Linked DNA regions of Capra hircus: all the other regions are linked to region 3. The links are chromatin contacts, called in public Hi-C maps. All regions are on one chromosome and are shown on one strand. Each heading gives the region's core, a stretch centred on a gene start, on an enhancer-like site or on the middle of the called end of the contact. The rest is flanking DNA. Distances are from core to core; before and after follow the strand shown.

The links. A called contact is a pair of places that touch in the nucleus more often than the background predicts.
Region 1: a Hi-C map of blood shows a contact between it and region 3, with 3 times the contacts expected there. The contact joins the enhancer-like site here to the promoter of ART4 in region 3. A contact is called at or near these places in 2 of 5 Hi-C or Micro-C datasets (both in blood).
Region 2: a contact with region 3 is called in a Hi-C map of blood, with 6 times the contacts expected there. The contact joins the enhancer-like site here to the promoter of ART4 in region 3. A contact is called at or near these places in 2 of 5 Hi-C or Micro-C datasets (both in blood).

The regions. Positions count from the first base shown.
Region 1 is chr5:93,513,436-93,516,135 of ARS1.2, reverse strand. No RefSeq gene overlaps it. Among named protein-coding and RNA genes, the nearest start is that of PDE6H, 17 kb to the left of the region's middle. Within about 2 kb of position 1,370, at least 2 of the 5 cell types and tissues checked have an H3K27ac peak or open chromatin away from gene starts, as enhancers often do.
Region 2 is chr5:93,821,608-93,824,307 of ARS1.2, reverse strand. It overlaps GUCY2C (heat-stable enterotoxin receptor), which reads right to left. Exons shown (of 29, transcript XM_018048449.1): 22 at 1-4. Among named protein-coding and RNA genes, the nearest start is that of GUCY2C, 56 kb to the right of the region's middle. Within about 2 kb of position 1,352, at least 1 of the 5 cell types and tissues checked has an H3K27ac peak or open chromatin away from gene starts, as enhancers often do.
Region 3 is chr5:93,665,164-93,667,863 of ARS1.2, reverse strand. ART4 (ecto-ADP-ribosyltransferase 4) reads right to left here and starts at 1,353. Exons shown (of 3, transcript XM_018048442.1): 1 at 764-1,353. The coding sequence starts at 934.

The DNA.
Region 1 (2,700 bases), core at 121-2,620, 150 kb after region 3:
CCTGAAGGAACCCTAAGGTCAGCTCTAATCATAAGAAACCACCACCACCCACCACCCACCTGGTGAGAGGGAGGTGGTCTTCAGTAGTGAGATACGGCCAACCCACCCTGATCACATGGGCAGTCAGGAGGGGAGGGGTGAGGCTAATTAACACCCCAACGTTGTTCTCCTGTGCTCTACTCTTGCCCTGATGCCTCCCATTGGATAAATCTAACTCTGAAGCAAAGGAGCTTATCAATGTGATCAGTAGGGTCCACTTACAACACCAAAGATCAGGTGGAGAAGGGTGGAAAGTGAGTGTGAAGAGGCAAGTTGGAAATGTACTGCATAGCAGTAGTATGGAAGAACAGACACTTTGTCAGCCACTGATGTTTACTTATAAGTGGGAAACAGCATGGATACGTTTGAAACCTCCAAATGTGATTCTAAAGGTAAACCTTGGAAGTGGAGGAAGCACAGTGTCAAATATGAAGAACACAACAGATGAAAGAGAACACTGCAGAAATTCTCATCAAATTTTAGGATTTGGAGGATTTAAAAAAATCTTTTATGTTTTGTTGATAAATAAGAGCTGTGGAGAATCTCTTCTTAAAATGCACAAAATTTGAGCCCCACTCCAGGTTTTCTGAATAAGAATCTCTAAGGAAGCTATCTTAGAATCTGTATTTTTCAAGAGTCCCCAATAATTCTTTGTTAAAACACTTTATTTTAGTTGGTATTTTTCACCATGGAGGATCTTAATCCCCGATCAGTGATCAAACCCATGCCTCCTGCAGCAGGAGGGCAGTCTTAAGCACTGGACCACCAGGGAAGTCCCTCCCCAGTGGTTCTTATATTTGTACCAGTTTGCACCCTGATGTGGCCCCAGACTACATTTTAAACATTAGGAATTAGCTAATGCTGAACATGTTGCCACCCAGTGACTGATTTAAGTGGTTCTCTGTGTTAGTCACTCAGTCGTGTCTGACGCTTTGCGACCCCATGACTGTATGTAGTCTGCCAGGCTGCAGAGTCCATGGAATTCTCCAAGAATACTGGAGTGGGGAGCCATTCCCTTCTTCAGAGGATCTTCCCGATCCAGGGAATTAAACCTGTGTCTCCCACATTGCAGGCAGATTCTTTACTGTCTGAGCCACCAGCCGCTGCTGCTGCTGCTAAGTCGCTTCAGCAGTGTCCGACTCTGTGTGACCTCACAGACGGCAGCCCAGCAGGCTCCCCCGTCCCTGGGATTCTCCAGGCAAGAACACTGGAGCGGGTTGCCATTTCCTTCTGGGAAGCCCTTATTTGCCTCTAGTAACATACGTAATGTGAGAGAATAGGGCCTAATAGTGTGAGTTCTGACTCAGACTCTTGTGTTGACTAATAGAATAGACAATGCCTCCCTCCTCCACACCTAACCCAGTTAAGTGCTTCTCCAGCTGCAGAGAATGTCAGAGAGTTCAGAATCTAAGTGCTGGACAAATTCCAAGAAGCCAGAGCCAAACCGGCACCATTATTCCTAGGGCTGACCTCTTGCCGGGGCCTTGCGAGGCCACTCTCCGTCCTTAGCCTCTGTCACTCCCTGTCCTTGTCTGCCTCCTCTGACAGGAGTAGGTGGACCAGGGACATAAAGAGCTTTTTCTGGACAGGTGGCGGCAGTGAACCTCACTTATCCTCCATCTCTTTCGTGTTTGTCGGTATCCTTGGGAAGAAGTTGGGGGTGATGGGGCTGGTGAGGTAGGCACCAATCCCTATTCCAGAGTTCCGAGCATCACAGTTAGAGCAGAAAATAGCATATAAGGAGCAAAAATGCTCCTCTGGTATGCATGCCTGAGGCAAACAGACACAGTTGCTATCAGACAATTGCTATGGTGCTGTTGACCTTGACTCTGAAAAAAAATCAAGCAGCACTGTAAACTGAGGAAAGGAGAGCGTTTTCTCAACAACTAGAGATGTGAAGGGAAAAGATACACAGACAAGAATAATCAGTAAGCCCAATATTCAGTGCAAGAGGGAAAATGATCACACAAGACTGAACAACATCAAAACCAATATTATGAGAACTAAGCAAATATGACACTGAATTATTTAAAAGAGAGAAGCAGAGGAGGGCTTATGTTTTATAGATGGCTAGAAGGGAAGGGTTACACAGGCCACAGAAACAGCATGTTTGTGTAAACTCGCTTGTGCTTTTTGCAACTGGAAATGAGCTGCTTGATTTCTAACATCACCATGGCGGAGTCAGACTGCTGAAAACTGAAATTTACAAGTGTGAATCATGGGGAAGATTCTCCACATCGGTCACACCATCTCCTTGGGGCAAAACAGCCAGGAGGCCTGGGCTCTGCCTGGCGGTGCTGCGCAGAGCCTGCTAAGTGATCAGGAATTCACTTGTCTTCTTTGGGCTCAGTGTGTGAGAATTAAAGCAAGGATATTGCATTAAATAATTGACAAGTATAAAATGCTAAAAACCAAGTAATAAATCTAGGCATATTTCAAACATGAACAAACCGTTTCTCTTTATGGCCAGAAGTCCTAAGTCACTGAGCCTCTTTCCAGCTTTTTGCATTGAATGGTTAACAACTTTCACGTTCCTCCAGGGCCCCCTAAACTAAATCGCATGCAGTGCTGCCACCTGCTGTCATGAATGAGCACTTCATGAGCACTGTGAAGACCTTATTTAACAAGAGTCTGAATCCATGGGGCTGATTCTGAATTTGT
Region 2 (2,700 bases), core at 103-2,602, 160 kb before region 3:
AGACCTGGAAGAAAGAAGAGGGCGAACTGAAGTAACTCAGAAAAAGACAAATGCCATATGGTATCACTTATATGTGAAGTCTAACATACGGCACAAATGAACCTCTCTATGGAAGAGAGACTCACAGGCTTAGAGAACACAGCTGTGGTTGTCAGAGGAGCAGGGAGACGGGAGGGCTGGGAGTGTGGGGTTGGTAGATGCAAACCACTACCTTTAAAATAGATAAAAACAAGGTCTTACTATAGATAGCACAGGGAACTATAGCCAATCCCCTTGGGATAAACTATAATGGAAAAGACTATGAAAAAGAAGGTATAAATGAGTCACTTTGCTGTACAGCAGAGATTGGCACAAGACTGCAAATCAGCTGTACTTCAAATAGATAAATAAGAGGTGGATTAGCTCAGACGGTGGTATCCTATTCTGTTCCGTGATGTAAGCAACTAAAGCAGGGAATGGTTTTAAAACATCTCAACTCTCACAACGAGTATGAAATGGCCCAGTTCCCTGTGGTCATCACTGCCTGCACTACTTTGCCTCACCCTTCCTTTCGATCCTAGGCTAAGGAAAAACAGCAATATTGATTTGGACCACGTGGGAAGGGAGAGACAGAACGCCTTACTGACATTTGCTGGGTTTGTGCTGGGGAGGGGGATAAATAACTGGGCTTGGTGAGTGCCAGGCAACTCTAAAATGAGAGTGAAGCTGTATGACATTAGTTTTCAGCTGTGCCTGACCATGGGATTGTCTGGGGAGCATTCACAAAATTTCTTAGGACTTCAGGAGCGTCTGAATTAACTGGTTTGTGAAGGGACCTTGTTAGGGTTCTCAGATATAGCAAATACAAATACAGGACACCCAGTTAAACTTGAATTTCAGATTAAAAAATTAATAACTTCCTTAGCACAAATATGTCCCAGGTATGACATGGGCAGAGGACATTAATGTATGTACGTTTGTAAGTTTCCCAGCTGCAGTGAAGAGAAACGAGGCAGGGGGTGGGGGTGGGGGTGGGGGAGGCGGGGAGGGGAGGTGGGAGGATGGGAGGGATGGGAGGGTGTGTTGGGGGGGTGGGTACAGAGGGAGAGGACAGGAAGCCCATGGAGCCATCATCTCATTTGATTCCGCTTGTTTGCAGCTTTTGTGGGATCAAAAAGCATGCTGAAGACCATCTGCTTTAAATTAAGTTTGCTCTTCACTCTCAACACAAACAGGATCACAAATGGTACTAGTTACAGTCCCTGTCTGCATTCGTTTGCTTTAACGAAGAGTGCCTGGGGAGGGAGAGGACCACGGTATAGAACTGTAGTTGCCCGTATTCACCACTAGGTGGTACCCTTGCCCAGGAAAACGATCCGCTGGCTCACTGCCTTAGAGGAAGGGAGGGACAGAAGCGTCGACAAGTGAGCTGATGCAGCGTGCATGCGTGCCCAGTTGCTTCAGTCGTGTCCGACTCTGCAATCCCATGGACCGTAGCCCACCAGGCTCCTCGGTCAACAGCACATGCTCTTCAGGCCAAGTCTGGGAGTTTCAGACCTGTATTCTATTGGAGCCAGCTGCTGCTGGGGCTGCTAAGTCGCTTCAGTCGTGTCCGACTCTGTGCGACTACTAGAAGACAATTCCTCATTTCCTATTCCAGAACCACCCAGCCGCACAAGTCTATGGACAAGGAGGCGGCTTTGGTGAAAGCTGTTTTAAACAGGAGGATATACTCAGACTAGAAAGGAGGGTTTGAGAGGAGAGATGCTGATGTGCGAAGAGGAATTCCAGGATCCAGAAAAGCAACAGGAAGGGAAGGGATGAGGAGAAGGCAAAATAGGAGTGGATGTAGCTCAGAACACCTTGGGGTACAACCTGCCTTTCCTGTTGAAAAACAGAAAGAAATAAAAAAAGGCCCATTCATGCTCGGTAGAGTCTGACCATAAACCTCATCTAGCAGGTCACTTGCAAACTGAAGCAAAATGTTATCTTTATCCTGCAAGGAACAAAAGTTTAAAAAAATTTTCTTCAACAGCCATAAATATTTTTTTTTAACATTTACTTACCATATGCTGGATTATAACCGCTCAGATAAAATTCTAAAGAAAAAATTAGGATTTTTTTTTCTCCACAGTCCTTAAAGGCCTTTGTGAAGGATTATAAAACAATTAAGCAAATACAGAGCGCCTCCATTTTCTTCAGAGGACAGATAGAGTGAATGTACATTTCTTTATTGTTTCTAGATATTGGCATATTTATTTTATAATCAGGAGGCAGTTTTATAAGCCTAGTAACTGTATCACACTGACATCTGCTCTTCTAGCTCCTAAATACTGAGAACGTGATGTGTGCTGGAGGAGCTCTTTTGTGAGTTGGGAGGATGACAGGCTGATAATGGCTCCCAAGGATGTGTCCCAACCCCTGGAACCAGTGAATGCTACCTTACTTGGAAAAAGGGTCTTTGCAGGTGTGATTAAGGATCTTGCAATGGGAAGATAATTCTGAATTATCCTTTTTCAAAAAGGTTTTTTAAAAGCCCAATTTTATTTTATTTTTTAAAACTTTTTGGCTACATGGTATGTGGTTATCTTAGTTCCCTGAGAAGGGACTGAACCAGGCCTCCTGCATTGGAAATATGTAGTCTTAAACAATGAACCACCAGGGAAGTCCCTGGGCTGAAACTTCAGTACTTTGGCCACCCGATGTGAAGAGCCAGCTCAT
Region 3 (2,700 bases), core at 104-2,603:
TCCCTGGTGGTTCAGTGCTTAAGACTCCACACTTCTACTGCTGCTGCTGCTGCTGCTAAGTCGCTTCAGTCGAGTCCGATTCTGTGAGACCCCATAGATGGCAGCCCACTAGGCTCCCCCATCCCTGGGATTCTCCAGGCAAGAATACTGGAATGGGTTGCCATTTCCTTCTCCAATGTAAGAAAGTGAAAAGTGAAAGTGAAGTTGCTCAGTAGTGCCGAACTCTTAGCGACCCCATGGACTGCCACCTACCAGGCTCTTTCGTCCATGGGATTTTCCAGGCAAGAGTACTGGAGTGGGTTGCCGTTGCCTTCTCTGCCACATTTCTACTGCACAGGTTCAAACCCTGGTCAGGGAACTAAGATCTCGCATGCTACCTGGCACAGCCAAAAAAAAAAACAAAAAAACACCAAAAAATCTAAAACAAAAAGTAATGCTATGTCTCTAGCTTGCATGTGTGTACGCTAAGTTGCTTTACATGTCCAACTCTTTGTGAACCTATGGACTGTAGCCCACCAGGCTCCTCTGTCCATGGGATTCTCCAGCAAGAATACTGGAGTGGGTTGCCATTCCCTTCTCCAGGGTATCTTCCTGACCCAGGGATCGAACCTGGGTCTCCTGCATTGCAGGCAGATTCTTTATGGTCTGAGTCACTAGGAAGCCCCTATCCCAAGAAACTAAAGGTCATTTAAAGATTATCACCAGAAGGATGCTCCAACAGAGCCCTGATTATAAAGAGATCACCTCCTCCACCATAACTCACCGTGGGTCTCTGCAGACCAGAGCACAGCAGCAGGAGAAGAAGCTGCCCCCTCAGGAGCCAGATTCTTACCGCAAAGGCTGCAGTATTTGCTAGAAGAATCCTTCTGCAACGATTGGTCAAGGGACAGTATTTGTTTGTGTGCAGAGCGCTTTTTTGCCCTCGCAGCTCCATCCTGAAATCAGCTTTCAAGATGCCCCTTTGAGGTTTTTCTCCTGGAGTAAGTCTCAGCAAGAACTCTCCTCTCCCACGTGTATCTCGAGACTTCTGTTGAACCAACTAGCAGTTTTTCTGAGGGAAGAATTCAACTCGCTCGTAAAGCTGGAACCGCTGTTGAACAGCCAGACATGTGCACCAAATAAGGGATTCTAAAGTGAACTCAAGTTAGTTCCCAATTAAAAAAAAAAAAAATCCTGGTCTTGTTTGTATGTGGGGAAATTCCAAAGGCTTATTAGGGGTCAAGCTCACCAGCTCAACCTTTAACTTCCTTAGCAAAGCAGGACAAGGCATGACCTATATGATGTTTGGGGTCAAACAGTATTATCTTGAGCTGCAGCCTCCCATTGTGAGTGATATGACTGGCCGGTGCAGGTTCCTGGAAACATGCCATTACAAGGTGGGCCTGTGTTGGGTTCATCTGGCACTGCTGATAGACCCCACCCAGAAGGGGCTGCCACAAAGCAGAACAGTAGGGATACTGTCAAGACAAAGCCTCTCTTTGACTCACAGACTTAAGAGAACAAACACAGTTGCCAGGAGTGGGAGATCGGGGGAGTTAGGGGGTTTGGGATGGGCATGTCCACATAGCTACATTTAAAATGGATAACCAACAAGAACCTACTGTAAAGCATAGGGAACTCTGCTCAATGTTAATGGCAGCCTGCATGGGAGGGGAATTTGGGGGAGAATGGATACGTGAATGTGTATGATTGAGTCCCTTTGCTGTTCACCTGAAACTGTCACAGCATTGTTAAGTGGCTATACTCCAATACAAAATATAAAGTTTAAAAAAACACAGTATCTGAAAAGTGCAAAAAAAAAAAAAAAAAAAAAGAGGCTTCTCTCTGCTGCTTTTCCACCGCACGCTTGAAATCGGCCACTCTAGAAATTATACCTGTTGGGGTCATAGATTGTCTATGTTTTTCTCTTCTAAAGGCATCAGATCCTCAATCCATGCTATTTCAGTCTGTAGTGAATCCAAATGACTTCTCTCAGAAAAGGAGCTGACAGTGTTCAATGACGTGGACCAAGAAGAGGTTGCAGGGTGCTAAGTTCATTCAGCACAAGTGCCCTATGAAACTATCTCTTTTAGTCATTTCCTTTTCTAGTCTGAACACCCTTCCTCTGTTCTCAGTCCTTGGGGTAATTGTTTTTCTTATGAATCTTTCCCAAACACACACTTTCTGATTCATATTTAACTGTGAAGGGAAATGAAATCTTGTTCTTGAAAATTCTTATTTTTTTCAAAAACTTAAAAATATTTTAAAGTTGAAACTTCTGATACTATCACAGCAGTTATGCCTCATCACCAAAGTTCAGAGTATCTAGAAAAGGATGTCAGGTTGGTTTATTTCTCTCTCAGTTCTTGTCTCAACACATCAAAAGTTTGGAACAGCAGACTAAACAGTTTGAAACAACAGACAAGTTATAGCTCAGTTACAACCCAAGCAGACAAATCTTTTATTAAACAGACATTCCCAAGACATAGGAAAAGGTTAACCCCAAAGGCACCATGGTAATAATCCCTCTTGGCTTCCCCCTTCTTATACATCTTGTCTTCTCCCTTTGGTTGTGCCCTGTGCAAAATATGGCTTGTACCCACCACCAGTCAAGAAAGGGGATGCAAATGGGCATATGCTCAAGGCTAATTGACAACTGCAAGTTATATAATAACAGGATCCTGTATGTTTTCCCATAGTTCAGTCTGTTATAATCAGATG